2 separate regions of the Ovis aries genome follow, and region 1 is linked to region 2. The links are chromatin contacts, called in public Hi-C maps. All regions are on one chromosome and are shown on one strand. Each heading gives the region's core, a stretch centred on a gene start, on an enhancer-like site or on the middle of the called end of the contact. The rest is flanking DNA. Distances are from core to core; before and after follow the strand shown. Region 1 has its middle 120 kb from the start of SETD4. Region 2 overlaps RUNX1 (RUNX family transcription factor 1).

Evidence for each region. Hi-C and Micro-C count contacts between places; a contact is called where the count stands out from the background.
Region 1: a contact with region 2 is called in a Hi-C map of tail adipose tissue, with 5 times the contacts expected there. The contact joins two enhancer-like sites. A contact is called at or near these places in 2 of 16 Hi-C or Micro-C datasets (hypothalamus and tail adipose tissue).

Annotation. Positions count from the first base shown.
Region 1 is chr1:268,836,527-268,839,900 of ARS-UI_Ramb_v3.0, reverse strand. No RefSeq gene overlaps it. Among named protein-coding and RNA genes, the nearest start is that of SETD4, 120 kb to the left of the region's middle. Within about 2 kb of position 1,545, at least 14 of the 54 cell types and tissues checked have an H3K27ac peak or open chromatin away from gene starts, as enhancers often do. A contact at or near this core is called in tail adipose tissue, where this site is marked.
Region 2 is chr1:267,703,528-267,706,970 of ARS-UI_Ramb_v3.0, reverse strand. It overlaps RUNX1 (RUNX family transcription factor 1), which reads left to right. Exons shown (of 8, transcript XM_042238225.2): 4 at 3,139-3,392. Among named protein-coding and RNA genes, the nearest start is that of RUNX1, 170 kb to the left of the region's middle. Within about 2 kb of position 1,365, at least 38 of the 54 cell types and tissues checked have an H3K27ac peak or open chromatin away from gene starts, as enhancers often do. A contact at or near this core is called in tail adipose tissue, where this site is marked.

The DNA.
Region 1 (3,374 bases), core at 296-2,795, 1.1 Mb before region 2:
TGGGCTGGAGGGGTTTGGGAGGGCTGTATGAAGGGGCACCCTGGTGATTTGGGAAGGAAATGAGGGAGGACAAAAAGATATCAAATGGCAATGGTTAAAAAATATTTTTAAATTAAAAAATTTTGGCCAGATTTACTCATCCTTTGAGTCTAAAGTGTTGAGATTTTCTTCCCAAAGAAAGCCATTCTGCCTTCATGGCAAATGGCAAATGGCAAATGATAAGACCCAGGTTGGTCTCATAATCTGTCTTTTTTTCCAGACTCCCTCCCCATCACATCACTATGTATTTTCCTGAAATGTACATAATGTAGAACGGAAGCTTATTTTCACTTATTGCATTTATAGAAGAATTCAATGTTTCTTAGTCTTTGCTTTAGAAATAAATGGCATATCCTGTGTTTCTTATTCAGAAAACCCCTAAATAGGTTTATCTCTAAGTTGAGTTGCTTTTACTCATATGGGTCTTACGAGATCGGGTGATTGGACTGCCATTGGCTCACCCTGGAAGAAACCTACCAACCTTTCTTAAGATAGCTCGCAAACCTCTCTAGCACTCCCAGGACAGAGTACACTGAACTATTTTCCTTCTCTTGTAAGAAAAGAAATGTATAATAGAGTGAGTTGTAATGTGCCATTTTATATTTGCAATACATTATGATATAATTGAAGATGACAAAGAGCTTAGAATTTCCACATTTCTTAGTGATGGGAGGTATTTAAAGGTTAAACACATACATGGACACCCACATACCTTTGCATTCTTAGCATGGAAAAGTTTCTGTGTACAAACCATTGATAGTATTATAGAGACCTAAATTCAGAATGTTAGTCTTATATTTTCTTTTGGTTAGTTTGTGAGCCTAATGCTTGAGCCTATTAACATAAAGCATGCGATGAAATTAATTTCTAAGCTTATCAGAACAAAATTTAAATAAACTCACTCTTAAAGCACTGTTTCTATACTGTTCAGTCCTCTGTGTTGGGAGAAGGAATATGGGGAAATTGTTTTAAAAAATCAAAGAAAGAAACCAGCTTGTTTGCAAGGATTGTGTATTTGGAATTGCTAACAGAACAATCTTTTATTCCTAGAGCTTTTTGAAAATCATTGTCTTACCAGGAGAAAGCAAATAATTTGGCTCTTCTTTGATAGACATATTGTGTTGAATCTGGGACATTGTTTTGCCTGTAATAAACAGAAGACAGCAGAAGGAAGACATTTTCTGATGAGACACATTTACAAATTATGGAAAATCCTGATGCAAATATGATACCAATATTGGAAAATTCTTTTTTTGTTTGTCTTGTTCCTTGTATTCCCCAAAATATAGCTTGGTGTGCATTAGATGTTTAATTCTAATTTATTGCGTAAAGTACACTGTAGGTGGATGACCCGTTGCTTCGTCTCTGTGATCGGTATGTTGCCCAGTTTTTCACCCAACTGAACACTAGATGTCTCTCGATGTCCGTGTTAGACCTGCGGTAATAGGCAAGCCTCATTAACGCTTGCAGATAATGCCTGCAGCCTTGGCTAGGAAACCTTGCTGAAAGAAGGGCTCAGTTCTCCTTTTGCACTGGGCACCGGTTTCAAGTGCTCTAGACACTGTGTACACAGACAAAGCTGGTGGTGTTCGCAGCAAGTTGTTGGAAGAAGGAATAGAAGGCGCTCTTCTCCTTTAGTCGGGATTAGAGATGTGTTCTTCCCTCTCCTGGAAATACGAGGAAAATTTTAGAGTCAGCGAATTTTGAAATTAGCCAGGCGCAGACTTAGTCATGGTGTGAACACTCCCCTGCTTTGTCCCCTTCCTTCCCTCTTTCCCTAGCCTTCTCTCTTGCCCACAGGCCAGTGCGCGCCCACACACACACACACACACACACACACACACACACACACACAGAGACACAGAGACACACAGACACACACACACTTGGATAGCACTTTCTGTGTCAACACACATTTTTGGCCAGCCTGTTGTTTCCGAGGATAGTGCGTCTGCTGAACTGCTTTTCTGTGATTACAGGGGGGGTCAGATCGTCTGTTGTTGAATAGACAGGACCCAGTCCAATGCTGCCTTGGGGTCAAACTTTGAATCATCGAAGTGACAGAAAAGTTCTCCTTGGGCTGGTTCCCTGGTCTGTGTGTAATGTTTTCCCCAGGGGTTGCAGACACAGTATTAAACTGAGACGCTTTGCTGGGGCCTGGGAAGAAACTGCCCGCAGGGTGTGGTCATTGCAGCCTTCACTGTGGCCGCTTTTCCCATCCGCGTGCTGGGCTGTTGTAAAGACAGTAGAACTGAAAGCAGGAGCGTTTTCTTGGAAAAATCCATCTCTTTGGCTTCCCTGGCTTCCCTCCTTCAGAGGTTAAAGTACCTGCCTCCAATGCAGGAGACCTGGGTTCGATCCCTGGGTCGGGAAGATCCCCTGGAGAAGGAAATGGTAACCCACTCCAATATTCTCGCCTGGAAAATCCCATGGATGGAGAAGCCTGGTAGGCTACAGTCCATGGTGTCACAAAGAGTCGGACAGGACTGAGCGACTTCACTTTCACTTTCACTTTTGAATAATATGTATTCCCCACCCCCTCCATTATGGAAGTGATAACATTTCCATTGTAGAAAGTTTGGAAAAAACAGGAAAGTAAGGAAAAAAGAAACCTTACTATTTTAGAGACAAAACTGAAATCAGATTGTGTTCATAACTTTATATCCTCCTTTTCATATTACATTGTCATGAATATATCCCCATATGATTACTCTTCAGAAACCCATTTTTTAGTGGCAATGTATTATTTCCCCTTTCATCTGTGCTTCACCATGTCTAATCATTTTCCTGTTGGTGGACACTTAGGTTGTTCCAAATTTACTTCAGAAATGATGCTGAAATAAATATTGTTATACGCTCATTTTCCATATCTCTGATTAATTCCTGAGTATAAGTATCTGTAATTGGAATTCAAATGGAGAACATAAGTATTGTTTTGTTTGTTTTTGTTTGGCATTTTAAAAAATTAATGTAATTCTTGATTTCATATTGAAATGTGGTTGACTAACAATGCTGTGTTAGTTACAGGTGTACAGCAAAGAGATTCAGTTGTACTCATACCAGTATCCATTATTTTTCAAATTCTTTTCCCACTTATGTTATTACAGAATGTTGAGCCAAGTTCCTTGTGCTACACAGAAGGTCCTTGTTATCTATTAAACATAACAGTGAGTACATGTCAATCCCAAACTCCCAATCTACCCCTCCCCCATCCACCCCAGTAGCCATAAATTCATTCTCTGAGTCTGTGTTTATGTTATGTAAATAAGTTCATTTGTAAAATTTTTTTAGATTCTGCATGTGATATCATATGATATTTGTCTGTCTCTGTTATG
Region 2 (3,443 bases), core at 116-2,615:
GCCTGGGGCGAGGGAAGCGGCCGCGGCGCCCGGAAAGGCCTCCGAGGCCTGGCCCGCCACGGCCCCCGCCTCTGGCAGGCCCCTTGGCGCTGGAGCCCTGGGGAAGCCGGAGCGGCGGCGCCGGCGGCAGCGGTCCGGCACCCCCAAATCGCGCATCGGCAGGGGGAACCAAGGCGGGGAGTGGGAAGGGAGGGTCCCTCACCCGGGGGCGGGGGCGGGCGAAGTCGACGTGGAGGGCTCCGTGCCAGGCGAGGGGGAGAGTGGATGAGCGCCCTCCCCCCGAGGGAGGGACCCAGTGGACTCCTCGCGGAGTGTAGCTGGGAGAGCCCCGCGGCCGGGCGGTGGCGTGGGGCGGGGGGAACCGGGGCCCCTCTAAGCTCCGCGAAAATGCCCGCGGCGCCGCTGGGACGGGAGCGGGGAGCATGTTCCCGCCCGCGCGCAGAGCCGGGGTGGCTTCAGCTCCCGGGGCGGCTGACGAGCGCGCGCGCGCGGGCGGGGAGTGGACCCAGGGGCCGTTTCCGGGGAGCTGGAGGTGGGTGCGGGGCGCAAACGACCTGGGCCCCGCGGGGGAACCCCGCCCGGAGGCTTTCCAGTTTCTTTCCAGTCGCTTGTTCTTGGGGCGGGGGGGGGGGGGGCGGCTTCTGAACTACGGAACTCCTTCGCTGGCCACTAAGCTCAACTCCACCTGAGCGAGGCGCGCCGCGTCAAGACGCAGCGTAAAACACCAAGAAAACAAACCCAGAAAGAAAACTCAACACAAAAAGCAGGTCGTGGAGACCGACCACCGTCTGGTCTCAGTAAAGGAATCAGCGCCACTTCGCCGCGGCTGCCAACCGGCGCCGAGCGGCTCCCCGGGCTGGGCCCTCGGCCCTTCCCGGCCCCCTCGCGGCGAGTCCCATCCATGCCGGGAAAGTGGAGGCCTTGGGGCCCCCCGGCCCCCAGGTCTCGGGAGCCTAGCGGCGGCCGCTTCATCTATCTCCATGGCTCGCGGATGCTTCTCTCCGACAGACTCTGATCCCGGACCATTTGCGGCTCAGCGCGCGGCCCCAGTCCCTCCAGGCCGACCGGCCTTCTGCTCCACCTCCTGGGTCTCCGAACCACGGCCGCCCCTGGCGCGGCCGCTCACGGCAGCCCCCCGGGGCGGGCGGGCTGACTGACTGCCGGCCGCGCAAGCCCACGAGTGTGCAAAGCCGCCGCCGTCCGCACCGGAATGGCGGTCTCGAGCGAATGTAGGAGCGTGTGGGTGCGGGTATGTGGATGCGGGGAGCGCGGCGTGGCCTCCGCACTGGCTGGCGGTGGACTCTCCACCCTGGCCGCGTACAGTAGCGCGCGGCGGCGGCGGGGGCGCGCGGGCCAATTCCAGGAGCCCGCGGCACCGAGCCGCGCCCTGCCTGATACCGGAAAGGCCTGTGATTGGCCGGCAGCCGCCCCTATGCAAACGAGCTGAGGGAATGGAATTCCTCGGGCCGGGCTTACAGTAAAAGCACGTTCATTTCCAGGCACTCTCATTCATAGAGCCAGCGGGCGCAGGCGGGACGAGCGCCCCGCGGCCGGACCCAGCCAGGGCACCACGCTGCCCGGCCCTGAGCCGGCAGGCATCTCTTGCTGGGGATACTGGGGACGCCAGAAGAAAGTCAGTCTTTGCTGTTTTTCATAGAACCGCGTTGGAACTTCGATTTTGAATTGTGTGTGGGGGAGGATTTTGTTGTTGTTTTTGCCTTTTCCTACTTTTGAATGAACTGGTTTCTTGGCTGGATGGTTCCATTTCTTTCCTGGGTGTGAACTTTTCTCCGGTTGTGTCCTTTGACAACAGCGGGAGAGAGTGCGCCGGGCTTCGTGGCGAGTGGTGAAGTGGCGCGTGTGCGTGGCAGAGTGTGCGTGCTTGTGTAACTCGAGCCGCCCCGTCTGTTGCGATCTGCGCTGCGGAGCCTTTCTCGCCAGGGCCCGCTCCACCTGCTGCGGTTCCGCGGTGTGTGGGTAAATTGGCGCGTCCGGGCAGTTCACCCGGCCGGCGCTGGGGCGACGTTGGAGGAAGCTCGTCTCGCTACTGCCCAAGTCGGGGCTGACTCACCGGAGTCGATGTAGACGGCGGCTGGCTCCCGAAGAGTGCGTGCCTGCGTGCGTCTGACTCCGCTGCAGCTCACCTCCCACCAAACCACAGGATCAGCCACAAACTTAACCAACATCCCCAAACCCGAGTTCTCAAATGTGGAGAGCTGAACCCTGAATATCATCGACTTGGATTTTTTTTTTTTAAGATCAGCTTTTTCTTTGATAAAGCTTGAATTTTCTGAACTGAGCATTTTGCCAGAATTTATTGAAAACATGACAAGTCCTTCTAGCCCAGCCCTTCAACTACTGAAGCTGATTCTCAAGGCTACTTAGAGAAGAAAAAAAAAAAACAAAAACGTGCAGCGAACATTAATGGGTTTCTGTTGTGTTTAATTTCTCTACAGATTGTATTGTAAATATTTTATGAAGTAGAGCATATGTATATGTTTATATATATGTGCACATACATTAGAAGCAGGACCTTTTGGAAGTCTCAGCTCTCGCTTTTGAGGACCGAAGCCAGTTTTGCATGAATAAAAAGTGGCGCCGTATTTGAAGACACTCGTATATTTTCTGTTGTTTGGACTTTAAACAAAACTCACCTGGGGGGAAAAAAAAGAAGAACTGACAGGCAATTAACTACTGGAACGTCCAAATCCTATATTTGCTGGTCCTTCTGCTCTCCGCATAAATAGTTTAGGAAGTGTATGGGAATTTTTGCCTCCGGGTACTTCTGTAACAGCCAAAGACTGAACCTTCAAACTCTCAAAGCAAAACTCAGAAGATAGGGTCCCTTGGCCCTTGACTTTGGATTCTGGTCGCCCACTTTTCAAAGCACTAAGCGGTCGGTGCCCGGGTCTGAGCTGAGGCCGATTGTCAGAACTAGAACTTTTTCAGCCTTCCTGGACTGTTCGTAACTTAGTCTCCCCCTCTCCCCCAGCCACCTTGCAGCAATAAAGGTCCCTGAACTTGTATGTTGGTCTCCCGGGAGCTGCTTGCTGAAGATCCGCGCCCCTGTCGCCGTTTGTTAGGAGCTGTTTGCAGGGTCCTAACTCAATCGGCTTGTTGTGATGCGTATCCCTGTAGATGCCAGCACGAGCCGCCGCTTCACGCCGCCTTCCACCGCGCTGAGCCCGGGCAAGATGAGCGAGGCGCTGCCGCTGGGCGCCCCGGACGCCGGCGCCGCCCTAGCCGGCAAGCTGAGGAGCGGCGACCGCAGCATGGTGGAGGTGCTGGCCGACCACCCGGGCGAGCTGGTGCGCACCGACAGCCCCAACTTCCTCTGCTCCGTGCTGCCCACGCACTGGCGCTGCAACAAGACCCTGCCCATCGCTTTCAAGGTAACTCGGGCCGGAGCGGGTGGCGGGAGGACAGGCAGAGGCCGGTCGATC